Regions from separate parts of the Sus scrofa genome. Here all the other regions are linked to region 1. A link is a contact called in public Hi-C and promoter capture Hi-C data. All regions are on one chromosome and are shown on one strand. The core of a region is the stretch at or near the end of the contact, and the rest is flanking DNA. Distances in the headings are between cores, read along the strand shown. Region 1 holds the start of AKIRIN2 (akirin 2). Region 2 has its middle 45 kb from the start of TRNAE-UUC. Region 3 holds the start of SLC35A1 (CMP-sialic acid transporter).

Region 1 (3,722 bases), core at 358-2,857:
CCTTTTAGTTAAGATTCCACCGTATCATTTCAATTTTCAATGATACCATTTCACTAAAAAGACAAACTCTAAAAATAACGTTAATCATCAGGAGCTCATTCTTGACACTGTTTCAATAGTTTAAAAAAAAAAAAAATACCCTAGGCATTTGAGGAAGGATATTTTAAAATCTGACCTGAAAAAACAAAACTAAGTCAATTCCAAATGGAAGTTACCAAACAGAGGTAAATACTGAAGATTTTTTTAAGCCAACCAAAAAGAAACAAGTAAATCAAGCTATGAAAAGGCTTTGTCTACAGATCATATTATTACCAAAGGCTCACACATGAAACCTTTGCGTGCTACACACAAAGGAAACATTTACACTACCAGTCCACAAAAGCTATCCTATCCCTTGTGTGCCAGGGGCGCATGAGGATTTTCAAAGTACAGAAAAAACTGGACATACACATGCAGTACAAAGCAGCCAAGAGGTATTTCCCCGTGGTCACTTTCAGGAAATGCTTCAAGATGAAAAGCAAAAATAGTCTTAAGTCCCTCGGAATCTTGAGTTTATTTCTTTACTAGTCTCAAGGCCTAGGTTTTTTTCTTCCAACTACTCTTCTGGGCAGAAATAAAGCACTTCCAACTAAAAGCACCTACTCAACCCCGATTTTCAATACAATTTGCTTTTCATTAAAAGTTCAAGTTTCTCAAGGTCTAGACGTATAGTTTGATCATATTACAGTACTCGGGAAGAGCATTTTCTTTGTTGTTGACCCTGCTAGGGAAACAGGTCTTGACTCAGCCAAAGTGGCGTTCTTGTGGGTGATTAATGACAGGCCTAGATCTCGCCCCAGTGACATTCCTCCCCACCCCCCACCCCCTCGGTACTAAAATCAGCCATGTCTGAACCGGAGGAGGGGCTGCTGCCTCTCCTCAAACCACCCAGTCCCAGAGTTAATAGGTGCAACCAATCGATTCAGGAAGACAGCCATTGAGATTGGGGCGAAATGTGTGACCCTTCTCCTGCCTGTATTTCCGTGTAGCACCCTCTCTGATCATTTCCGCTGGGGCTCTCCAGACTACGGAAACGTTCGATTCCAGTCATTCAGACCCAAGAAAAAGATCTTCCTCTTCCCCACAATACCCGACAAGGAATGGCCCCTACCCACCCCCACCCTGACCTCCCCCCCTTGACATCAGGCCGTTTCTATTGTGTCTCTAAGACCGGAGGAGATTAAAAGAAACGTGGTCGCCCGAGGACTCTGCTAAGAACGGGGAGCAGTCCAGCACCCCCAGCCTCGTGGCCGCATCCCGCGCCCCAGGACCCTGTCCTCTCTTCTCCCCCGCACCCCACCCCCCGAACCGGCGGCCGCAGAGCCGAGTCCCACCTGTGGTGAGGCGGGAGGAGACGTCGCCGAAGGGAGACGGCTCCATTCGGAGATACTTCTGCGGCGAGGCGGCGGCGGCCGAAAAGGAGGCGGCTGTGGCCGCGGCCGCCGACGACGGGGAGGCGGCAGCCGAGGTGGGCGCCGACAATGGCGCACATCGCCTCCGCTTTGGGGACGCTGGGCTCAGCAGCGGGTCGAAATCCAGAGTCCTTTTCAGAGTAGCTCCGCACGCCATGGCCGGGCCGCCGGGGAGCCGGGCTTGGGTGGGGTAGAGGAGGGGTACGGGAGGGGAGGGCAAGGGAAGGGGGGAGAGCGAGGCCCCGAAGAGCCTAACCGACCGGCTCTAGAGCGGAGAGGCGGATGGCGGAGCGCCGACGAGGGGAGCAGAGCCGCCGCCGCCGCCGCCTCAGCGGCAGGGGCAGTGGCCCAGGCCGGCCGGGGCGAGAACGGGAGGGGCGGTGGCAGCAGCTCACGCCGGCCGCGTCAGGGGGGCTCTTCCGCCTCCTCAGGCGCGGCTCCCCCGGGAGAGGCTCCAGCCGCCCCCGCCGTCCGTTCGGGCTTTGCGCCGCGCCCGAGGCGCTCCTGCGCTGAGACCGGTTCCTTCAGAAGTCGATACCAGCCCCGTGAGGTGTGAGGCTGGGACACGGCTCCTAAGACCCCCGCCCCCCGTCGAGACAGGGTCAGAAGCTAGAGAGCGGCGGTCGATGCGGCAGGATTGTGAGGTGGCGGCGGCGGCAGGAGCTCAGGCGAACACGTCCAGCCGCTAACCCCTCCACTGTACGACTCTTCCACCCGCCGCCGGCCCCAATATGGCGTCAATAACAACGCCGCCGATTCAAATCCTGCGGCCTCAAGGCGCGTGCGCATAGAGGGTGGGCGACCCAAATGTGCATTCTGGGATTTGTAGTTTTTCACTCTACGGAAGAATCGGCGTGAGAAGCGGTTAGGGAGGAGTCACGGAAACTACGACTCCCGTCATTCAAGGCGCACGATTCCGAGTTCCGGATCGGAATTTAAATCCCCCTACACAGCTTGAATGTAAAAGGAACTGAGCGAAAGAGAAAAAAAGAAAAGGCTCAGAGAGAGTGGGAAAAAAGGAAAGCCAACCAGTGGGGAAAGCAGGCTTTAAAAACAACAACAACAACAGCAACAACAAAACCACCTTTAAATTTCAGGACATAGTTGTCCTGGTACCGCTCCTACAGTGATTGAACAACCGAGAAAGAGAAAGCTAATCCCACCTAACAACTCAAGACAGATTAGTTTTGATAATAAGAGTGGCCAAGACACAACCTGTCACATGGAGGGGCTAGGAAATAATAAGATTATGGAACCTATTTAGGACTGCAAGAGAACAACAGTAATAGTATCAGGTTACGGGAACCTTGATTGTACTCGATGCTTTGCCCTTCCCAGGTAGCTGCTTGCATCCACTTATTAAATTCCGCTTTACCCTTTAAATGAAAAGGGTTTGAACGACACGCAGATGTAAATTGTTTTGCCTTGGATAAAAAGCTAGTGACATCAGAAATTGTACTGTCTCTGTTGAATACTGGTGTATATCTTAACGAATGGTAAAAATTAAAAGACAATGAAATGTCTAGGGAGTAGACCCATTTGGGACCCATTTTGTAAGAAGAAAAAAAAAATTTCCTAGAAGTTATATTTCTAATCAGGTACCTAAAATAGAAATCAAATAAAGCATTAATTATAAAATGATTTATGTGAAAAACTGTCATCAGTCCTTTGCCTATGGAAGCTATCACCAATCCAATACAAAACTAGTTATCTACGTGAATGCTATATTATCAAATGATCATAAGTATCAAATACTGGCTTTCAATGCTTTTTTATCCTGTCATTTATTCAGATAAAGATATTTTGTATAATTTTGTCTATTATTCTTTGTACTACTTTTGGACTGTAGTTTAATATATTTATTCTTCTTTTATAGAACTGCTCAACTCCTCAGATCAGCAGTGCCGATCACACTGTCAACAACTGTGATGATTTTAACATATACTATTTCGAAAATATCTTTGGCAAAAGATCAGCATTTAATGAAACAGCAGCTTAACAGTGATACCTAATAGGTAAATTTGTACTAAATTCTAAACACTCCATGAAATCTATGATATTGTGAAAATAACAGACGATACCTATTTTATGTAAGTAAGTATGAAAAGATAGGTTAACCCATGGAAAATAAGAAACAAAGCATTTATGTTCCTGGTAAGTATATTTTGAAATTAAGATTTAACCTTAAATTATGGAAGTTACATTGGAAAAGGAATGTTATAAGTTGAATGGTATCCTCAAAATTTGTATGTTGAAGTCCTAATCCCACGT
Region 2 (3,830 bases), core at 770-3,269, 190 kb after region 1:
AAGCTGTGGTGCTCACACACACACAATAGAATACTATTCAGCCATAAAAAGAAGAAAATTTCACCATTTGCAGTAGCATGTATAGACTTGGAGGCCATTATGCTAAGTGAAATAAGTCAGGGAAATACAAATGCTATATGGTATCACTTATATGTGGAATCTAAAAAATACAACAAACTAGTGAATATAACAAAAAAGAAGCAGACTCATAAATATGGTGAACAAAATAGTGGTTACCAGTGGGAAGAGGGGAAGGGGGAGGAGCAACATGGGGAAGGGGATTAGGGTATAAATTATTATGTATAAAATAAGTTGTAGGAGTTCCCGTCGTGGCGCAGTGGTTAACGAATCCGACTAGGAACCATGAGGTTGCGGGCCTTGCTCAGTGGGTTAACGATCTGGCGTTGCCGTGAGCTGTGGTGTAGATTGCAGACGCGGCTCGGATCCCGCGTTGCTGTGGCTCTGGCGTAGGCCGGTGGCTGCAGCTCCGATTCGACCCCTAGCCTGGGAACCTCCATATGCCGTGGGAGCAGCCCAAGAAATAGCTAAAAAAAAAAAAAGACAAAATAAATAAATAAATAAATAAAAATTTAAAAAAATAAAATAAGTTGTAAGGGGGAGTTCCTATTGTGGTTCAGTGATAATAAACCTGACTAGTATCCATGAGGTTGTGGGTTTGATCCTGGCTTCACTCAGTGGGTTAAGCATTATTGTGAGCTATGGTGTAGGTCGCAGACACGGCTCGGATCCTGCGTTGCTGTGGCTGAGGTGTAGGCTGGCAGCTGCAGCTCTGATTTGACCCCCTAGCCTGGGAACTTTCATATGCTGTGGGTGCAGCCCTAAAAAAAAAAAGCTAGAAGGATACGTTGTACAGCAGGTGGATATAACCAATATTTTATGATAATTATAAATAGAGCATTACCTTTAAAAATTGAGTCACTATATTTTATACCTATAACATAATATTGTACATTAATTATAGCTTGATAAAAAAATCTCAGATTCAGAAGGGACTTAATTTTCTCTAAGAAGAAAGGAATTAATTGTTGAGCTCCTACCAGTGAGCCAGATCTCCCACAGATATTATCTCATTTAATTCTGCACAGCCTCTCTATGAAGGAAATTACAATAATAATAGCTTACATTTTTTATGTGCTTACTACGTGCCCCACAGGGTTTTGCATTGCTTCTTCATCAAAGTCTTTTAAATTTGAGGAAACAGGCTCAAAGATGAGGATAACTTGCTCAAGGATGCACAGTTAATAGAGTAGAAATTTATATCCAAGTATGTCTGACCCAAAGCCCAGACTTCCTGGTTTATCATGATGCTTCTTTAGTGAGTGAAAAGTCCACTGGGGATGGAAGAGCTGTATTTTATTTTTATTTTAAACGGTGGTACTTTGCTTCTGGTGGGTAAGCTGAGTACCTGCCATTTTTCTTGATTATGCCAAGGCTTTACCTATATCCCTCAGAATGAAGGCAAGGAACTAGTCAAAGGACGTTCTTAAGAGTACGGTTTTCATGACTTAGGAAGCAGCAAGGGCAAGGAATGGAACTCTTTGACCAGATCCTATCTCTAGGTTACCACCTAAGGATGAATAATCAAACACACCAAGATGAAAGACTCCACACTGTTAACCCTTTGAGTGGTAGTGATGAAAGGAATTCTAGGAGAGTATGGAAACCCTTGACTGGATGGTACTTGGGAAACTGCAATTTCCTTTGGCATCCCATACTGCCTCTGGGCTTCACAATTGCGGTGTGATTATGAGTCTGATTCTGCTTCAGAGCTGTCTCCACATGTGAGGAGAGGGCCTGGGCCTCTGAGGAGCATGGCTTTTTGGAGCATGTGTTTGTGTTCAGTTCATGGATGGATTGGCTCTCCATATAGGTGACTACAGCAATATTTGGAGATACAGCCTCAGGGGAAGAAAGCTCAAAAATGTCAAAACCATGGGTTCAGTAGCTAGAGCTATGTAGCCCTTCCCCTCCCCCCAGATTCCTGTGGGATGAAGAAAAACTTTCATCATTGGATTTCCTCACTTTTGACGATCCAGGATGTGGTTGTGGTAGGCCAGAGTGTGGTTATTTTGAAATTTGAGGTTTCTGCCCAGCTACCTCCAAGAATTCTTAGTGGGTGGCATTGCCTGTGTCCTTTCAGACTTAAACGGGAAAAGAAGTGGGTACAGAAAGAAGCTTTTGTCTAGAAAATGCAGTATTTTCATGTTTAAGCTATCATTTTTACAAATGAGACATAGTATCATTAAGCCATAGTATGTAACGGGTTTTCAGCTAGAATTTTGTGATGTGCTTTTAAAAACAAAAAACAAACAAAAAACCCAAACATATCAGGTCTATACAATGGGCCTGCTAAATTCTGAACTCTTTACACCTTTTTTCTCTTCAAAATGCCCCAAACTTCATGCTGTAATTTTAACTTATGGTAAAGATTTTACTGGTTGACATGTTGGCAAAAAGAAAGAGGTGACATATGAGTTAAGACTTCAGTTATCTGCCTTTTAATTTTTTTAAAAACTCTTTTCCATTATGGTTTTATTACAGGATATTAAATATAGTTCCCTGTGCTATGTAATAGCACCTTGTTGTTTATCCGATGCACTTTGATTTAGGCTAATTTTCTAAATTTCAAGCTGTACCTAATGGCCTGTCTGCCACGTGAAGCAGAAAGCCACAGATGTCCTCTGAACAATTGTTTGAAAGTAAGGCATTTCAACAGCTCCTACTACATGAGGAGACCACCTGGGCATATAAAAACCATCTTTCATTTCAAAGTGGACAGGAAACACAAGACATTCTAAAACATTGCCTGGAAATCATGCAAGAAAATTAAGTTTTCCTTCAGAAATAATTAGGCTTGAAAACAAATATGCCCTGACTAAAGCAACGGGGCTGGTTGGCAGAGGAGGAGAGTAAACTGCTATCCAGCTATTAGAGGTGTTTATGAAAGTGGGGCAGGAAAGTGCCCATGAAACTAGGCCAGACTCTAGGTTCATAACCACAGATGATCTGCTGTGACATAATTTTTTATAAGGGCTCAAAAGTGTGGCAAACATTTATATTGGAGGACAAAAGAAAAAGCAGCATCTAGAACCGCCTATGTGGTAAAATGCCAGATACCATGGCTCTGACAGTAAGAGGAATTTTTTTGTTCTGCACCTTCAGAGTTAATTTTCCTCTCCTCATGAAGTCCGGAGGAATTACAAAAATCTTTTATATCAGATTTGCAAATCCTGATAAGTTACCCACCCCTACTCTCTATCAGCTTGCCCTTTCGACAGGCGGTGCGCAGTAAAATGAATAAATTCAGCATATTTTCCTGTTCACCAAGCATAAATTATTACTAACTGTGGTGAGAGGCTATTTGAAAAGCCGTTTTATTTTCTATACCGAAAAGCTTCTTTTATCTATAAAGGATTCTGTTTGAAATCGAAGTAGATATTGTCTTATCTTTGTGACCCCAGGAAACTGAACTAGAATGACATATTTCTACTCTAAAGAGGGCAATGAGAGGATTCATGTGTACGCTAGATAAACTCTGCTAATCTATTCCTGCTCTTGGATCAGATTTCCAGTCTGTGAAACACTAGGAGACTCACTCTAGCATTTGTATGTGATACAACACCATTGAAATTATCTATGAGTGTGTTCTAATTGGCAGGCTTCAGCCGGGGGGCGGGGGGAAGGGCAGGGGGATGCGGGGGAGGGCACGGGCGAGTAGGATTGGACCCTGTGACCTCAGAGATCCCTTCCAACTGACAAGCATTCCAAGGCTTTCATGCCATAGCCCTTTAGTAATAGGCTGCTGCCCT
Region 3 (3,321 bases), core at 119-2,618, 210 kb before region 1:
TGCTTGGGCTGGGATAACAGAAATGCCGTCTGCAAAGTTAACAGGAAATAAAATTTCAAGGATATGCTGCAGTTGCAAAGTATAATAACAACCCCTGGTTTTTGAGTATCTACTTTCTAAATTCACTAAAAGAATTTTGTCCTCGAAAATCATAAAGTGTTAGGAAACTTGCTGTTGAAATTGTATCAGGAAGAATGAAACAGTCCACTCTTCTGTAAAGATTTTAGTGGCTTTGACGCAAAGAAGCAGCCTCAGTTTCCAATCTAGGTGCACAGCCTTCATTTAAGGGGCTCTTGAAATGTAACTTTGCAGTTTCCGAGGAACAGGATCCTGAGCCTCTTTTGCAGCCCAGATCTAATATTGATTTTTTTTTTTTTAACACACAGCTCTGCTTTAAATATATCAAAACACTTTTAAAATTTCACCTGAGTCCATCCTTCCCCCAGATTCTATAACCCTGTCTTTTCCTTTGTTGTCTGAGACATGTCTCACTGACTGTGGTGTACAGCTTCCCTCACTGGAACGGGTCGATAATCCTGACTCTGACGATAGCTTTGTCCCTGGTGGAATTGGGCTTATCAGGTTAGGGCAAAAGACATCAAAATCTAGTCAAGCAAGGCTCATGCCAATGGAATACAAAATCTTTGTGGGCAATGAAAATTTACAAGAAAAGTAGGGAAGAGCAGCACGATAGGTTACGTGAACCAGGAATGCCACAAAACCAGTCCCCCAAAAAGCATTTTACCCAGCACACCAATTTTGATCAATTTGTGTGTGTGTGTGTGTGTGTGTGAGAGAGAGAGTATGTGAGCTACTATTCTCCCCCAGATCATGTTCCTGTAAGAAATGAGGTATTTTTAACCAAACTACATATCTCGAAAGCCATTCATTTTGCCAATGAATTATTTCCAACATCGCTTATGCTAATTAATATGCTTTAGTGAAAGTAAAGATTATAGCGGTTGAAGTAAATACCTATGGACACATATACTATTTATGAAGCCCATTTGTCGTGTGAAGATCGTGCAGTTAATGTCTGGCTGGGTAAATATAACCAATGGCAATGCTAATGATAAGGACACAGGCACAAGACTCTGAACAATAATAACTATATTAAGTTTAAATAAGAGGTAACAATGGCAGTTAATGAGCGAGGTGAAAGTTACAAAAGTTGCCAAGGTTGCTGAACGTAGTTTCTGTTTCTTTACAAGTTCTGGGTGGTCCTACAACAGCTTTGACATCCGTGAATCATTGCCTAAGCCCAAATCCTATTTGCCGCCAAGTCACGTTGCTGAGGACTACAACTCCCAGAAGGCAAAGCTCCGCTCCCTTAACTCCGTTTCCTTAACCGGCCGGGAGCTGTAGTTTACAAAAGGACGGCCTTGGAACCGAGTGTTACGCTGTTGTCCACATATACTTGGCGGTACAGTCCTCTCCTCCATCCGGGTCGTTCCCTTTTCGGTAGCAGTTGGATTCCTGAGCCTAATCTTGGTGTTTGGCTGGGCGGCAAGCCGGCGGCCACTGGCCGGCGAGGCGCTCTAGGCCGAGCGGCTTTCGTCTCTATGACCTCAGGGGGCGGTCCCCGGTGTCCGGGGCAGCGCTCGCAGAGGGGGCGCGCGTCAGTTCCGCGCGGGGCTGTCGGGGAACCATGGCTGCCCCAAGAGGTGAGATTGGCGGTCGCCGGGACAGGGGAAGCCCCCGGGGGGCGGTGGCGAATGAGCGTCAGCGCTGGTCCGCACCTGTCGGCGGTGCAGCATCCCTCGCGCCCGCAGGGCTCCGGGCCCCGGGGCCAGGCGCGGGCGACGGGCATCTGGAGTTGTGTTGAGCCGCTCCCGGGCTGGAGCGCCCGCCGCCGCCTGTCTGGGCAGCGCGGGGCAGCCAGCCTCCCACTGCAGCTGCTTTCCCCGCGGCGGACTCCGCGCTGGGCAGTTCCGCGGCCCAAGACGCCGCCTGCCTCGACGAGCGGGTAGTGGGTGGGACCCGAATTCAGACAGGCCCAGGCAGCGGCGGACCCGGCGAAGGGTCGGGGCGCAGGTTCCGGGCTGCATCCGCCTCACCCAAAGGAGGCAGGACCGTTCTCCGTCCGGCCCGGGGTCACCGCGGTGGCGGTCTCTGCTGCGTCTCCTGACCTAGGATGCTCAGAGGTTTAAGGGCATGCTCTGGGTGTAGTGTCTAAGCGGCGGCTGGTCCACGTAACAGTCACTGAACTGGGACATTAAAACAAACTGAAACCGTAACGAGATGGAAAAGGCAGTCGTTAACAGAGTTATTTCCAAGGAGAATGTTGTATATGGTTAGAAGAAACACTTTGGTATTTTGGCGGGGGATGGGGGAGGGTGAGATCCACAACTCTTCCCTTCCCCAGGGGTAGCACATTAGAGTAATAATATTTGATGACTAATTGCCATTTCATGAGGATGAGTCTGATTAACTCCGCAGCACTTTTGTTTTGCTGAGCGGGGTAAGTGAGTTAAGAGCAGGGCTGAATTAGAGCAGTGGCTAGGAAAGGTTGAGCAGCACCCGGATTCTTTCTCCAACCTTCTCCCATCGAGGTCTTGGCTTCACCTTTGAATAAATGTTGAACAAATATTTGAGGAATAGTTTTTCGCATGGGTGCCAAATTATTTTCCTGGTTGGAGAGGCCACGTTTATTACTCTAGCTCTGCCCAGAGAGCATTGTTTGTAGTTGCATTAGCTGTATGTGCTTCTCTTACCTGTTCTCCCATTTCAAATAAACCCAACCTTAAGCGTCTTTTTGTAAAGGAAGTGAAAAAAACAAAAAACAGAATTGTTTTGATAACTGACGTAAAATGGGAACTGCAAGATTAATGAGGAAGGCAACCTCAAAATCACAAAAGTCAAGTCATTATCTGGAACTGTTGCAACAGTATATACAGATTTAGGCCTATTGCACATTTGTTGTGCCCTGGTTATAAGTCTTATATGCCCCGAGAAATGTGTAACACAAAATTGAAGTTTCTAGAGCTTCCTGTTATTCACAAAGGATTTATCTGGGCTTTCCTGAATTTCCGAGTTCTCAAGTATTATGAATAATGTCCTCTGTTTAAATAGTAAAATGTAACTGAGAAAAAGATGCAGCTCCAGACTGTAAATTTCTTTTGGGGGGCATTTCCCACACTGAAATAAATATTGCGTGGGGGCTAGTGGGAACTTTATGAGACAGAGAAAACTGCAAATGTGCCACTGTGCCCACTCAGCAGTGCATCTGAGTTGTGGGCTAGGTTTATAGTCACTACCTCTGGCCATGATTTGAATACTCAGCAAAACTGACAGTGATTACGTGTATGGACTTTTGATATT

What was found. Promoter capture Hi-C pulls out the DNA fragments that hold promoters and counts their contacts. A called contact is a pair of places that touch in the nucleus more often than the background predicts.
Region 2: a Hi-C map of embryonic fibroblasts shows a contact between it and region 1, with 2.1 times the contacts expected there. The contact joins the enhancer-like site here to the promoter of AKIRIN2 in region 1. A contact is called at or near these places in 3 of 47 Hi-C or Micro-C datasets (adipocytes and embryonic fibroblasts) and 2 of 2 datasets of contacts at active chromatin or transcription factors (alveolar macrophages and skeletal muscle).
Region 3: a contact with region 1 is called in a promoter capture Hi-C map of liver, with 2.7 times the contacts expected there. The contact joins the promoter of SLC35A1 here to the promoter of AKIRIN2 in region 1. A contact is called at or near these places in 1 of 5 promoter capture datasets (liver), 1 of 47 Hi-C or Micro-C datasets (fetal skeletal muscle) and 2 of 2 datasets of contacts at active chromatin or transcription factors (alveolar macrophages and skeletal muscle).

The regions. Positions count from the first base shown.
Region 1 is chr1:56,067,975-56,071,696 of Sscrofa11.1, forward strand. It overlaps AKIRIN2 (akirin 2), which reads right to left and starts at 1,608. Exons shown (of 5, transcript NM_001278752.1): 1 at 1,374-1,608. The coding sequence starts at 1,608.
Region 2 is chr1:56,257,107-56,260,936 of Sscrofa11.1, forward strand. No RefSeq gene overlaps it. Among named protein-coding and RNA genes, the nearest start is that of TRNAE-UUC, 45 kb to the right of the region's middle. Within about 2 kb of position 2,020, at least 6 of the 83 cell types and tissues checked have an H3K27ac peak or open chromatin away from gene starts, as enhancers often do. A contact at or near this core is called in embryonic fibroblasts and skeletal muscle, where this site is marked.
Region 3 is chr1:55,858,251-55,861,571 of Sscrofa11.1, forward strand. It overlaps SLC35A1 (CMP-sialic acid transporter), which reads left to right and starts at 1,369. Exons shown (of 8, transcript XM_003353254.5): 1 at 1,369-1,664. The coding sequence starts at 1,649.